5 separate regions of the Mus musculus genome follow, and all the other regions are linked to region 3. The links are chromatin contacts, called in public HiChIP or PLAC-seq and promoter capture Hi-C maps. All regions are on one chromosome and are shown on one strand. Each heading gives the region's core, a stretch centred on a gene start, on an enhancer-like site or on the middle of the called end of the contact. The rest is flanking DNA. Distances are from core to core; before and after follow the strand shown.

Evidence for each region. Promoter capture Hi-C pulls out the DNA fragments that hold promoters and counts their contacts. HiChIP or PLAC-seq counts read pairs in DNA pulled down with a chosen protein or histone mark.
Region 1: a contact with region 3 is called in a promoter capture Hi-C map of embryonic stem cells. The contact joins the enhancer-like site here to the promoter of Ddx11 in region 3. A contact is called at or near these places in 6 of 39 promoter capture datasets (the C10 cell line, cranial neural crest, embryonic stem cells and 2 more), 4 of 484 Hi-C or Micro-C datasets (the N1E-115 cell line, brown adipocytes, cerebral cortex and 1 more), 21 of 115 datasets of contacts at active chromatin or transcription factors (craniofacial prominence, differentiating embryonic stem cells, embryonic basal ganglia and 10 more) and 3 of 9 other capture datasets (adipose tissue, embryonic stem cells and pancreatic islet).
Region 2: a promoter capture Hi-C map of pre-B cells shows a contact between it and region 3. The contact joins the enhancer-like site here to the promoter of Ddx11 in region 3. A contact is called at or near these places in 5 of 39 promoter capture datasets (the C10 cell line, the HPC-7 cell line, cranial neural crest and 1 more), 2 of 484 Hi-C or Micro-C datasets (centroblasts and embryonic stem cells), 3 of 115 datasets of contacts at active chromatin or transcription factors (embryonic stem cells, fetal liver and microglia) and 1 of 9 other capture datasets (adipose tissue).
Region 4: a promoter capture Hi-C map of pre-B cells shows a contact between it and region 3. The contact joins the enhancer-like site here to the promoter of Ddx11 in region 3. A contact is called at or near these places in 5 of 39 promoter capture datasets (the C10 cell line, the HPC-7 cell line, cranial neural crest and 1 more), 1 of 15 datasets of contacts at CTCF or cohesin (the NIH/3T3 cell line), 1 of 484 Hi-C or Micro-C datasets (centroblasts), 3 of 115 datasets of contacts at active chromatin or transcription factors (embryonic stem cells, microglia and pancreatic cancer cells) and 1 of 9 other capture datasets (liver).
Region 5: an H3K4me3 HiChIP or PLAC-seq map of embryonic stem cells shows a contact between it and region 3, with 8 times the contacts expected there. The contact joins the promoter of Mtcl1 here to the promoter of Ddx11 in region 3. A contact is called at or near these places in 14 of 39 promoter capture datasets (the 3T3-L1 cell line, 3T3-L1-derived adipocytes, the SN4741 cell line and 7 more), 1 of 15 datasets of contacts at CTCF or cohesin (the NIH/3T3 cell line), 8 of 484 Hi-C or Micro-C datasets (the HL-1 cell line, LSK cells, cortical neurons and 4 more), 12 of 115 datasets of contacts at active chromatin or transcription factors (the NIH/3T3 cell line, astrocytes, embryonic hindbrain and 7 more) and 3 of 9 other capture datasets (adipose tissue, liver and pancreatic islet).

What each region holds. Positions count from the first base shown.
Region 1 is chr17:66,478,211-66,480,910 of GRCm38.p6, reverse strand. No RefSeq gene overlaps it. Among named protein-coding and RNA genes, the nearest start is that of Gm41608, 27 kb to the left of the region's middle. RefSeq lists an enhancer at 1-2,515. Within about 2 kb of position 1,405, at least 124 of the 459 cell types and tissues checked have an H3K27ac peak or open chromatin away from gene starts, as enhancers often do. A contact at or near this core is called in the N1E-115 cell line, cerebral cortex, cortical neurons and 11 more, where this site is marked.
Region 2 is chr17:65,723,079-65,725,778 of GRCm38.p6, reverse strand. All of the region lies in intron 1 of Rab31 (RAB31, member RAS oncogene family), which reads left to right. Among named protein-coding and RNA genes, the nearest start is that of Rab31, 48 kb to the left of the region's middle. Within about 2 kb of position 1,313, at least 152 of the 459 cell types and tissues checked have an H3K27ac peak or open chromatin away from gene starts, as enhancers often do. A contact at or near this core is called in the HPC-7 cell line, adipose tissue, centroblasts and 3 more, where this site is marked.
Region 3 is chr17:66,122,070-66,124,769 of GRCm38.p6, reverse strand. It overlaps Ddx11 (DEAD/H box helicase 11), which reads right to left and starts at 1,250. Exons shown (of 27, transcript NM_001348292.1): 1 at 1,078-1,250.
Region 4 is chr17:65,700,985-65,703,684 of GRCm38.p6, reverse strand. All of the region lies in intron 3 of Rab31 (RAB31, member RAS oncogene family), which reads left to right. Among named protein-coding and RNA genes, the nearest start is that of Gm35477, 60 kb to the right of the region's middle. Within about 2 kb of position 1,439, at least 155 of the 459 cell types and tissues checked have an H3K27ac peak or open chromatin away from gene starts, as enhancers often do. A contact at or near this core is called in the NIH/3T3 cell line, embryonic stem cells and pancreatic cancer cells, where this site is marked.
Region 5 is chr17:66,448,382-66,451,081 of GRCm38.p6, reverse strand. It overlaps Mtcl1 (microtubule crosslinking factor 1), which reads left to right and starts at 1,332. Exons shown (of 14, transcript NM_172963.4): 1 at 1,332-2,700. The coding sequence starts at 1,737.

The DNA.
Region 1 (2,700 bases), core at 156-2,655, 360 kb before region 3:
CTTACTGTTTGGGAAATCTGCCTTGGCGTACTTCAATAACAATTCACACAGACAAGCGTCACTACCGTACTGTAGTGAGCATTTAGCGTTAATTGCCTTACAGAAGCATGTTGCTCCCATACAAAATGACAAATGTCACAGCTACGCTTTAACCTATTAGTATAAATTAAATCATAAACAGCGACAGTCGCGGGTGGATCAGTGGCACTGAGCAATCTATGAGGGAACGGGAGGCTGGGGGCTGGTCACACTGGCTGCAGGCCATCTGCGCTGATGAGGGGAGGTCAGCCTGTACCAGTGCACAGGGTCGCCTCAATGCTAAGGACTCGATAAAAATTCTCTCCTCCTCCAGTCCTCCTGAATTTTACCAAGGAAAGCAGCCCTGCTGATGTGGGGGAGACTAGCAGAGACTGGAAGCCACACCCTTTCCCAAGACCAATTTGCACTTGCAGCTGGGCTCCTGACCTCCGGAGACTGCCAGCTAATCGGATCACGTTGAACCAGGGCGGGGAGGCCCTGGGACCCATCAGATAGGCAATACTGGGCTCTCCAAGCCACAGTAACTTCTGCCCAGGAGGAGCCTGTTTAAGCCGAGAAGAACCCGCCCAGACACACACACAACCCCCTCCCAAAAAAGAGGCTAACTTTGTTTTGAAAGTCATCCTAAAATGCCCTCCTTAGGATTATGACTTTGCGTAGGCCCTTTTGGTTTGTGACTGACAACCTCCGATTTGACCACTTTATTTTTATCGCCGTACCACAGATTCTTCAGGTTAGCGTTGAATTTGAGTTAGGCTACGACGAAAACAAAGAGTTGGCCTCCCAGTTCAGCTTTGCTAATTGAAATGTGAAAACAAGAGTAAGAAGGCAGGACAATAGGGGTCCGGGCTAAACCTTTATTCTACAGCTCCCGCAACAGCCGCGCCTTTCTTTGTCCCTCTAGACACCCGTAGGCTCAGTGACTTCAGAGGGAAGGCTCCAGCTGTATGCAAAGCGCAGGGTCGGAGGTGGAGGCTGTGGCAAAGGGTGCTGTGTGCCGTACTGGATTTCCATATCAATAGCTGCCTATTCTGTCTTCCTTTCTGTTTCTTCCCCCACTTCTTGGTTAAGGATGACCTTGAACGGCCTATCTTCCCCCACCCTCCTAACCCCCCACCCCCGCTTCCAAGTGCTGAATTTACAGGCTTCTGTCACAACTCCCCGTTTTGGATGAATTTATTCTCAAAGGAGCTTGCGAAACAAGCGGATTTTGGTCACCTGATGTCTGAACCAGGGACTCCAAGATAGAGGGAAAGTGACTTATCTAGGATCCATGGCTTCTAACCAGCAGAATGGAAACTCCCTTCAGAGACTCTCATACAGTCTTGGCCCACAACCTACATGCAGCCTGGTGGGTTCGTACAGCTCCTCGGAGCATGCGTGCGCTGAGGCTGCCTAAGCGGGCGAGCACAGCTCCTCGGAGCATGCGTGGGCTGAGGCACGCTAGTCTTGCTTTCCTCCTTTCTCCACTGTCTGTCATGCTCTCCCTCTGTCACCTGTCCTCTAGGAGTGTGGTTTGGAGAGCTGATCCACGCTTCCCTGCCCTCTTGTCTTTGTGAGGGAAGGAGGTCGGTGGTACCAGGAGCGCTGAGGCCTGAGGTCTCTATACACTGTTTTAGAGGGGACAGGGGGGTACAAGCGATACGGAGGAGGAGAGAATGAGTCCAGAGGACAGCTTGGAACAGAGCCGGCTGGGCGTCAGTTCCGCCAAGCCTCAGAAAGGAGACGAATGCAATGGTTTTCCTTTTTTGATGGTCCAATATTGAGGCAGGTTAAGGGATATCAGGGAAAGCTTTTTCCAGAGCCTGCTGGTCTCCAAAGGGCTTTCATTGATAATCACTAGAGGCTGGAAAGGGCACGGCGGTTAAGGGAAGCGATTGCCCTACAGAGAGCCTGACTCAGTCCCCAGCACCCATGTCAGGCAGCTCACAACCACCGATATAACTCCATCTCCAAAGGATCTGACCCTTCTGGCCTCTGATTGGCACCTGTACTCACATACACAGACATACTCAAACAGACAGGCATACACGCATACCACCATACCCGTCTCTTCTTTTAATTGACAAACAATAATTGTGCATGGGCATGTATGTATCACACGATTTTTTTTTTTAAACACAGTCATGTTTTAAAAGATTTATGTATTTTTACTAACGTGTATGTGCATGCATCTGTGTGAATTTTATGTGTACCATTTCATGAAGGTGCCTGTGCAGACCGGAGGGTGGCAGATGTCCTGACACTGGAGTCATAAGTGATTGGGAGTCACCTCATGTGATGGGCTAGGGTCCTCCCTTAGGTCTTCTGCAAGAGCTAGACTCACTCTTAGCTACTTTGAGGGCCTGCCAGCGACACCCGCTCTCTGGGTAGAATGCAATGAAACAGTCTATTTCTAGTCTGCAGATAGATGATGACATGTGGCCTCTGTAATCCACCGTAGGAAAAAGATTACCGTGCACACACTGGTTCTGTGTGAGCCAAAGTATCCTGCTCTAAGTTTTCATCAGCTAAATTGATCTTCATCTTTGGGTGGTTTACGTTTGTAAATGTGGCAAGTGCTAGTAGTGATAGACTTCTCAGCTTGAATAATGTGGAGAAAAGAGTGAGGTTTTTGCACTTATAAATGAGAAATGGGAGTGGTACAAGTCTCTCAAGCAA
Region 2 (2,700 bases), core at 64-2,563, 400 kb after region 3:
TTTTCTTTTTTTCTTTTTCTTTCTTTTTTTTTTTTTTTTTTTACTTTTTGTTTGATGGTTTTGTTTCTGTGTCCTCGTTTTGAAGCAGGGTTTCTCATTGTAACAGCCCTGGCTGTCCAGGAATTGCATTGTATACCAAACCTTTGTTGTGCCAGCGAACACAGGAGCCAAGCTGAGGCAACTCACAGCAGGGTCTTTATTCTGTTTGAGCTAGCTCGCCCCCCCACCCCCACCCCAAGGTCACGCAAGACAGTTTTGGTGGTGGGGAAGCCTGAAACGTCTATTAGGGCAAGGCAAGCATCTAATTGGAGAGCTACCGTGGCCTTTAACATAATTGGCTGGTGCTGTGAGTCATATCATAAACTTAACTTGTGGGGTCGGGCATGGTGGCGCATGTCTTTAATCCCAGCACTTGGGAGGCAGAGGCAGGTGAATTTCTGAGTTCAAGGCCAGCCTGGTCTACAGAGTGAGTTCCAGGACAGCCAGGGCTACAGAGAGAAACCTTGTCTCCAAAACACCAAAAAACCAAAACCAAAAAAAAAACCAAACCAAAAAAACCCTTAACTTTTGCTCCCCTCTGCATTGGTGGTCTTTAGGCAAGGTGTGGGCTTGTGACCTGGGGTGCAGGTCTGTTGGGGGAATAACCTGGAGACACTGGTCTTGTTGAGGGTATAGCCTGGAAACGCTGGTTTTGTTGGGGATTAGCCTAGAGACTAGAGCTAGGCTAATTTTTTTGTTGTTGTTGTGGAGTAGCAACTTGTTCAAATTTAGGTCAGGTTCTCTAAATGAAGTCTGAACTTGAGAGATTTGGCATCTCACCTTGAACTCACAGAGATCTGCTTGTATCTGTGCCCCCTGCCCCTTCCCCGTGCCTCCCCTCCCCCGTGCTGGAATTAAAGGCCAGCAAACTACGAGCATTTTCTAATTGGCTCATAGTTTTAGGGTACGGAGTTGGACGAGCCCAGGTGTTACCTAAAAACATGTGAGGGAGGAGGGGAGGAAGGGGAGGAGAAGAGAGGGGAGGAGGAGGGGAGGAGGAGGAGGAGGAGGAGGAGGAGGAGGGGAGGAGGAGGAGGAGGAGGAGGAGGAGGAGAAGAAGGAGAGAAAATTAATTAATTAAAAAAAAATTAAAGACTCCATTCACTGCCACCACTGCCTTTGGCCTGCACTTTTCTGGCCCGGGTCCTCACCACCCCCACCAGTGACAGCTCATTTGTCCCTCCTCAGCTGCTTTAAGCCCTTCCTTCAACCATGCCACCCTCAGGGGAATGGAAACTACACAGCTGCTCTGCCCCGCTCTGCCCTGCTCTGCCCTGCCCAGGAAGGCACCGGAAACGCCCTGTGCTGCAAGGGTTCCTCCAGGAAGCAACTGTGTCCTAGAAGTTGCTGGGCGGGCCGAGTGGCAGCCTCACCCTGGCTGGACCCACGCCCCGTTCTTCTACTTTACATCATGGTCCGTGGTTTAAGAGTCCTTTCTCAGGCATCTTCCATCTGTTTCTTCATTCTTCGCTCGCTCTAGCCATAAGCATCTCCGAAACCCTGCTTTCTCTGTACTGACCGTAGGCTGGACCCCACCGGTATCGGTTATCAGCTACCTCCCTGGTTTGCAAACTCCATTAGAGGGAGGTGGTAGGCTACCTTTCCTGGCCTGCAGGGTTCCCAGACACAGTAGGGAGGGTCTGAACACTCAGAGGTGCCCACCCACGTCCAACCCCAGCACGCAGGGCTCTGAAGCAGATGCTCCACCTGGCTCTCCTCCCTCACATGTTTTTAGGTCACACCCAGGATCATCCCTATTCTTTACCCCAAAAGTGCTGCTTGGAGAGAGCTGCCCTTAGTTCTCTTGGCTGGAGAACTATGTACTTCCTTGTACTTCTTTATTCTTTGGACTCTCTGCCGGGCTCTCAGGGTGTTGTGGTGGCTCCGCCCCTGCCATGCACCAGCCATGACAGATGTTACATCCTCTCAATTGACATGCTCACCTGGGGCGCATGCATGGGGGCGTGGCGGAGAGCTCCACCCTAAGTCCATTCCACAGATCAGCTGAGCAGAGCCGGCCTGAAGGCCAGCCCTTGAAATACCCTTCATGGTGAAAGCGCTAAGCTGTTTTACGATTATTAACTCCAGTCCTTGCCTTCTGCAGATGGCTCAAGTGAAACGCCAGCTTTTTTGGTGAGCTAGAGAAGCAAGATGATCATCTGTCAGAGGGCAACTTGGGGGAGTTCTCTTCTATCAAGAGTGTCCTGGGGATTGAACTCAGTTCATCCATCATTCTTCATGTACCCGTTTTCTAAGCCAGTTTCTCAGCCACTTGATTAGAATCTTTCAAAAAAAAATTGTATGGATATTTTGTCCAAATGTATTTTCCGTGCATCATGTTTACGCAATTGCCTGTAGAGACCAGAAGAGGATATTAAGTCCCAGATGTCCAGTGGAACTGGGATCACAGATGTTTGTGGGCTGTTGCGTTGTGGTGCTTGGAACTGAACCTGGGTCTTCTGCAAGAGCAGCAAGCATTCTTAACTACTGAGCCATCTTGTCAGCCTAAAACTTTGTTTTTGTTTTTTTGTTTTTGTTTTTAATCACACCTTTAGGGGTTGGGAATGTAACTCAGTTGGTAGTAGAGTGGGTGAAGTGCATGAAGCTCTCTCTCTGGGTTTGATCCCTAGTGATATGTAAGCCAGGCTTGGTGGTACATCA
Region 3 (2,700 bases), core at 1-2,500:
CACTAAAACACGAAGAGAGGGTAAAGAAATGTAGCCAACAAGAGATGGAGAGATGGCGGAGTAGTTAAGAACACTGGCTGCTCTTCCAGAGGACCCAGGTTCAATTCCTAGCACCCACACAGCAACTCACAATTGTTTCTAACTCCAGTTCTAGAGGATCCAGACATACAAACTATGCATAAAATAGTAAAAGTAAGTTTTTAAAGGTAACCACAGATTCTGAGCATCTAACATGTGTTAAGCACTCTTCAGAGCCCCCACCCCACCCCCTTCTTAATTTCACTTAACCTATCACGGATATCATGACAGAACTGCTGGCTGGAGACACTGCTCACTAGTGGAGCCCTCGCCTAGCAGCTGCCCAGAGCTTAATCTACAACCGAAAGCGGCTGGGTGTTAAGGAGTAAGTAGCATTAAAGAAGAAAAAGTACGCATTTAACCCAGGTGCGAAGCGCTCTGCTATGGTCAAGCTCACCTAAGTACAACAGAGAACTTAGCAAGGCTAAACAGGAGATTTCCTGAAATGATGCACTCGGAGGTGAAGAATGTCGCCGTCTGGGAAAACCAGGAACCCGGGCTGCGGGCAGGCAGGGAAACCCTGTACATGAGAACTGCAAGCTAGCCGGGATTTCAGGACAGGGTCCTGCATGCAGGGACCATGTATTTATTATTTAATCCTACTTTTATGCCACTTCCATCAAAATGTGGTCGACTTCCCGAACTTCCTCAACCTTAAAAAAAAGGGGGGGGGGGCAGTGCAGCCGAGAATGCAACAGTATGGTCCCTGAGGCACACTGCCAAATTGGATCTCAAGTTCATTATCAGTCAACCTGTGTCTTCACCTGACTTCACTATATACAATAACCCCTGAAAATCGTTTAAAACAGACTCTCTACATTTTAGAATCCAACCTGTTACGTACACTCACCGAAGGCGCCACTATACTTGGGCTGCCACTCGCTCCAATCCATCCCACGCCGCCTCCGCCCCCACGTCCGGCCGTAGGGCGCGCTCGGCTAACCCTGCCCCCTGGCAGCCTCCTCGGCTTCCGCCTCCGCTCGAGTGTGCCCTTCTCACCTCTCTGCCTTCGGTCGCAGCGCTTCTCCCACACAGCACCGAACTCGATCGCCACCGCAGGACCGCCTCACTGAGGCCGGCAAGCGAGCCTGGCCGCCGCGGCTGAATTTAAACTGCAGTTTCACTGAAGGAGCATGCGCGCACGCAGAAAACCCTCCACGTGGCCACGCCCCCGAGCCACTGCGCCTGCGCGCTGCCGCTCAACCGCGGGCCTTGTGCTTCAATATTGCCTGGATTAGAACTGTGTTTGAGCTTTGATCTAACCTTCCATATTAGTTTTTTTGTATTACCGGCTATTGGGGGTTGTTGTTGTTGTTTCCCCAGAAATATTGCGCTTTTTAAAAAATTGTATTTATTTAATGTATGAGTGCTCTGCTGCATATACATCCGCAATTGCCCGAAGAGGACATCAGATCTCCCTAAAGATGGCTGTGAGCCAGAATGTGCTTGCTGAGAATTGAACTCAGGACCTCTGGAAGCGCAGCCAGTGTTCTTAACCGATGAGCCATCTCACCAGCCCCCAAGATTCAAATAGATTTCTCAAAGAATGTTAAATGTAGAAAAGAGAAACTATCAAATATCAGATGTATACAAGCCACTAAGTACTAAGAGGGTTTTTGATGAGGTCATTCATCATGCATGTATTTATGTTTCCTCCTTACTATAGATATTGAATCTGTTTCACAATCATGACAAAGGTGTACTACTATGGTGATTGTTTTTAGAAACTGTTCCTGTAGTGTAACGCAGAATTAAAAAAAATTGACAGGCTCTGGGGAACAGTAAGTCCATTGAGATTTGGTTTTCTGTCACTAGTTACAAAAGCACACACAGCACGGGAGGTGTAGCAATTGGTCACTATAAACGTCTCTGTTTATTGCACTAGGGACACTGAACATGATCCATTTTCAGAGGCTGTGGCTAAAAATCCTAACCACACCCTCAAGCTTGGTGCCCTTCTCGCTCTTTTGCAGAGAGATGTAAGAAAGATTAGTTCTTTGCCCTTTAGTGTCCATTTTATAGGGAGCCTGGCAGTTGTGGGATTTAGTCCCCAGTGGGATCTGTGAGCCTTTGATTATTCTGTTGGTTCTGTTGTCATCTATACATATGCTTGAAAGGCTCAAGACAGAGCTTGCAGTAGAAGAGGGAGAAGGGCTATATGTGATTTCGCTTCTAGCTCCTTAACCCCAATTCCGGGCTCTGGGACTGAGTTACTGTTCCCTAAAGTTTGATTGTATCAAGTTTCAGAGTGGAGGGCTATGTCTGATTATCTCAGCGCTCTCTCTCTCTCTCTCTCTCTTCCCAAGACAGGGTTTCTCTGTGTAGCCCTGGCTGTCCTGGAACTCCCTCAGTAGACCAGGCTGGCCCCAAATGCAAAGATCCACCTGCCTCTGCCTCCTGAGTGCTGGGATTAAAGGCCTGCACTGTCTGGTGAAAACCCAGGATCTTAAGCAGTCCTAAGACTCAATGTTCTTAGGGCCTCTGTTTGGAAAGCATCGTCTTGTCCCTGTAGATATTCTAAAAACCAAAAACAGGACTGGAGAGACGGCTCAGCAGTTAAGAGCACTGACTGTTCTTCCAGAGGTCCTGAGTTCAATTCCCAGCAACCACATGGTGGCTCAC
Region 4 (2,700 bases), core at 190-2,689, 420 kb after region 3:
GTAAAATTATTAAAAAAAAAAAAAAAACTAAACAAAACTGCTTCCAAATTGCAAGTGGGATTTGGAGTGATCGAAATCTGTGGTCCTCAGCCTGTGGTCACTCAACCTGGCTGCAGAAGAAACTCTCATTCCCTTTAAGATGAGAGCCCTGGTTTTTGTTTTGCTTCAACACTACCGAGTCAAGTGTGAGTTTGACCCAAAGTAAAGGAGGCAGATACAAAACAAAGGCAGAGTGTCAGGCCTTTCACCCAGTCCTTGTGGGCTCAAGTGTGGAATCAGCCTTTTTAGCAAAAACGGGTTTGAGGCAACTATTATCACGAGGTATCATTTTGGACTTTTAGGAAATTCCTAGGCTAAATTGAGGCTCATGACCTTACGAAGCATGCACCCCTTCAACAGAACACATGTTTATCCGTGTATGATATCCCAGCTCATGGAAGATTCTAGTTCTTTGTACCTTCTTCTCCTTCTCCTCCTCCTTCTCTTCTTCATCTTCCTTCTCCTTCTCTTCTTCCTCCTCGTTATTTATTATGATTATCATCATCATCATTATTATTATATCTGAGAACTGAACCTGGGGCCCCCTGAGGCTGCTAAGAACAAGCACTCTACCACTGAGCGATACCACCTACACTGTCTTATAAAAACACTCGTCTTGGCACTATAGACGGCTCAGCAGATTAGAGCACTGGCTGCTCTTCCAGAGGATCTGGGTTTGGCTCCCAGCACCTCTTTGGCAGCTCACCATTGTTTATAACTCCAGTTCCAGGGAATCGACACCGTCTTCCGAGGTCTTTGGTGCACTCTTTGGTACAGGTAGACATGCTATCCTGCAACCCACTATGTAGACAAGGCTAGCCTCACACTCTCAGAGATCTGCCTGCCTCTGCCTCCTGAATGCTAGGATTAGAGCCCCCACATCTGAAGAAGCACTTTTGGATTTAATGACATATTTATTAAAAAGGAAACTATTAAGAAAGACGTTTCTTGTTATTGCATAGGTTATGTATCATTTAAAAAAAAAACCAGTTTCTATTAACTCAGAAATATTAAAACCACCAGTCCTTGGGATGACGGTGCCCTTCTTTGGTGCTAACCATTGTGAACAGTTCCCTCCATTGTCTCCAGGCACTCTCTCTGTTCCCCCTCCATTCTGTCAGGTGTCAGGATGTTGGGGCAGGCATATTAACTAGGCTCTCTTTTCAGGGAAGAGAGAAGGTCTGTGTGAAACTGGGACAGAGCGATCCTTCATTACTGTTTTTCCATTCAGCTTCTGCCAGCTGAGCACGCTGGGAATGGCAAGAATTTTCTTCCATCACTCGCCTTTGTTACAGTTCTCCGGGGCTTTGGGGCCTTTTGGCTTCTGCCCTTGACTCTCCCTGGCCTTGACTGTGGCTGCTCTGCATTCCTGGGCAGGGCTGGAGCTTCTAATTGGGAGCTGGCACCTGAGGCCTATCTGCAAACTGGCCACAGACTAGCTTTGTCCCCGGCTGCCTCTGACTCTCCAGGGATAGATCATTCTCTGAAAACTCACTCTGCAGGATCCGTCTTCCAAGATCCGTCTCCAAGATCCGGAACCTGAAGCCAGAATGTCTGGCAGGGCTAACTCTTCATCTGGGGAGCAGAGCCCAGCTGGAGACATATTTGTTTGGAAACTTCATGTCTTTTCCTCTACGGCTCATTCCTGACCTGCAGTTTTGCTACTGTGAAATTTATGAAGTCATCGCATGTGATTAAAGAAGCTTGTTTGGAGAATTTCCTGGCATAATACTTTCACTGTATTCGAGAAAGGGGGAAAGAGGGAGGGAGGAAGGAAGCAGGGGGATGGAAAAGAGGGAGGATGAAGGGAGGAGAGAGAGGGGTGTGTGTGTGCGTGTATGCGTGTGTGTGTGTGTGTGTGTGAGAAAGAGAGAGAGAGAGAGAGAGAGAGAGAGAGAACAGTCAATAGGCACTCAAAAATGCCCATATGGAATGTGGAATCCTGGCAACTTCTTTCTCTTGTTCTGTGACCTTAACTACACGCTAAATCTGAGCAATTGATCCTAGGCTAGAACCCCTAACTCTCAGATAAAATAGCTCCTTTCTCTCAGTTTATTACCTCAGATACTTTGTTAGCGTGACAAGAAGCTGACCGCTGCAACATTCACCCGCCAAAGCTGAGTAGCCCAGCATGCTGAAGGGCATTCCTTTCTTACGATGTAGACAACCTTAAAACGCCAAGTAGTTAAGGCTGGGGAGACAGCTGGGAAGTTGTTAAAAGTGGACGTTGCTCTTCCAGAGGACCGGAATTTGGTTCCCAGCACCCATGTTGGGCAGCTCACCACCACCTCTGTAGGTCCAGATCCAAGGGGATTTGGACATAGACACACACACACACATACACACACACACTAAAAATAAAAATGAAATCTTAAAAAACAAAACAAAACTAGGGGCTGGAGAGATGGTTCAGTTAAGAGCACCTACTGTTCTTCCAAAGGTCCCCACTTTAATTCCCAGCACCCACATGGTGGCTCACAACTATCCGTAATGCCCTCTTCTGACGTGTCTGAAGACAGCTACAGTGTACTCATATAAATAAAATAAAGAACACAAACAAACAAACAAAAAAACCCAAAACTAGTCACATGTCCAAAGAACATAGATAACCATCTCTTTGAAGATTGGCTTTCCAGAATTTTCTGTGCTGCTCTTAAATGG
Region 5 (2,700 bases), core at 83-2,582, 330 kb before region 3:
AAGCCATTTCCTGCAGCTTCTGACGGTTCGGGCTACGGAAGGCCATTCTGTCGTTAAGACCACGGACTTTGAGTACAATTTTCCTTTAACATTTCAAGTCTGTACTCTCCTCGTGCTTCGGGATGCAGTCACCCACACCATGCCCTCTGCCCCACCCTGCGGCTCTGGGATCTTTCTCAGCAAATAAGATCAACCAGAATCCTTCACTTTCCACTCCACAGCTTTAGGTCTAAGCCCTGTCCCACTTAACTGTGCTGTGAACTTCAAGACCAGCATCTTTCAGGAAACACACAGGATTTCCCCGCTGGCGTCTTCTTCTTGTTCATCCCTGCTCCCCAAATCCCGAATCTAGATAGAGGACAACTTAGACTTGTCCTCGGGGCGCTTATTGCCCAACATCCAAAGCCTGGGATATAAACCACACGGAACATCTGTCAAAAGCACTTTACAGTGGACGGGTGAGTCCTTCTCTTTGCTCAGTTAATCAGAATACATCTACATTCGGTTTTCTCTGATTCTACAGGTGAGGCGGGAATCGGAGACCCAAAAGGTCAAGTACCTTGCCCACGGAGCGGAACCCTCAGGCTCCTTGGTGCTCTAAGGCAAACGTGTACTGCTGAGACTCCGGTAGACCTAGGTTTGAATCCCCGCTCAGCCCCGGAGTTCAAACAAGCCACTTCACTTCCTCGTGCCCATGTCTCCTTCTGAAAACAGGATTTCGAATTCGGGACTGTCATCATGCGAGTAGAAGCAGTGCCTGGAGCAAGGTCGCCGGAACTATAAATGTGAGCTCCCTTTCAGACCCCGGCTTGACGAGCTGCTTCTCCGATTTCTACAGCGGCTCCTCCCTTTCAGAGCTGCCCAGGCCACTGGGGGTGCCAACTGTGGAGCGCTGTGTCGGTCCTGACGCTGCATCCGGTACCAGGAATCCTTAAAGAAGCTCTGGGGAGAGCGGTGGGCAGCGAAGCGAAGAGGGGAGGCAGGAGTCAGATAGAGGGGGCTGGGTGGAACAGAGAGAAGGCTGGCACCCACCGCAGAGGGGCCCTCTACCCCGCCTGCACCTGAAGTGTCCCCAAGTGGCCGATGCCCGCCCTCTTCCCTCCCTTCACCCCAGCTTCTTCCCTTCCTAGCCGGCTCAGGGTGGTAGCCCCAGTACATCCAAAGGCAAAGAGTGGTCCTCTGCTGCGTGGACGCGTGGGCACTCGGGCTCTGCGTCTCCCGCGTCCCCCGAGCTGCAGCCCCGCCTCCTGCCCGCCCCGCCCCCTCCCCGTCCCGCTAGCAGGAGGCGGGGCGTGCGCGTCGGGCTGGGGACGGAGGGGGACGCGCGTGCAGCAGCTTCTCTCCGCCGGAGCAGCCGAGCAGAAGCCGTGGCTGCCGATCCCCCGCGGACTGGCAGTGGGCGGGGAGCGGAACTCGGGAGCCGGGCGCGCGTCGCCAGACAAGTGTTTTTGTGCGAGGCCGCGGTGGCGGCCACTTCAGCTCTCTGAACGCACGGTGCAGGGGATGCGAGCGGCCGTGGCGGCTGTGCCAGGAGGATCCGAGCGCCGTTGACCTGAGCGAGGGGACACACTCCCCCGGGTCGGCTGAGTGCGGGGGAGGGGACGGCGGGAGCGCAGGGTGCACGCCGGGCGGGGCAGGGGGTCAGTGATGACCGGGCGCGCGGGGAGGCTGCACGCCGCCGCCGCCGCCCGGAGCATCTGCCGCCTGAGCTGCGGATCGCAGCCGCCGCCCGGGCCATGGAGACGCTGAACGGCCCCGCGGGCGGCGGCGCCCCGGACACCAAGCCGCAGCCAGCCGGCCAGCATCACCGCCACCACCACCTGCACCCGCTGGCCGAGAGGAGGCGGCTGCACCGCGCACCCTCGCCCGCCAGACCCTTCCTCAAGGACCTGCACACGCGGCCCGCCACGGCCACCCCCTCTGCGGGCCGTGCCCCGACTCCCGCGGCTCCTCGCTCGCCTAGCCTTGCCGGGAAGGCGCCGCCGTCGCCCGGGCCCCCGGCCGCGCCCGGTCGCCTCTCCCGACGCAGCGGTGTAGTCCCCGGCGCGAAGGACAAGCCGCCGCCGGGCGCCGGAGCCAGGTCGGCGGGCGGCGCTAAGGCCGTCCCGGGGACCAGGAGGGCGGCGCGCGCGGGGCCGGCGGAGCCACTGTCCCGGGTTGGGAGGCCGACTGGGGCCGAGCCACCGCCTGCCGTCGCGAAGGGTCGCAAAACCAAGCGCGGCCCCGGGACGCCTCCAGCTCGCGCCGTCGTGCCCCCGGCTCGCGCCTCCCGGGTCCCCGCCGTGACCCTCTCTGTGACCTCGGTGGCTGGCTGTCGTATCAACCACACGGACAGCAGCTCGGATCTCTCCGACTGCGCCTCCGAACCCTTGTCTGATGAGCAGCGCCTACTCCCCGCCGCCAGCAGCGACGCTGAGTCGGGCACCGGCTCCAGTGACCGGGAACCCATACGCGGAGCACCCACTCCGAGCTCCGGATCCCGCGGGCCGCCGCCGGGCAGCCCCGAGCCCCCTATCCTGCTCGCGGCGCCCCCTGTCGCCAGTGCCTGTCTCGGGGGCCGAAGCAGCCCAGGCGGGGCCTCCACAGGGTCCCCGGGACCCGGTTCTCAGGAGGATGTTGGGGGCCGAGCGCCACCGGAGCGGACGATTCTGGGGACCTCCAAGGAGCCTAGCCTGGGCGAACAGCCCCGGCTCTTGGTGG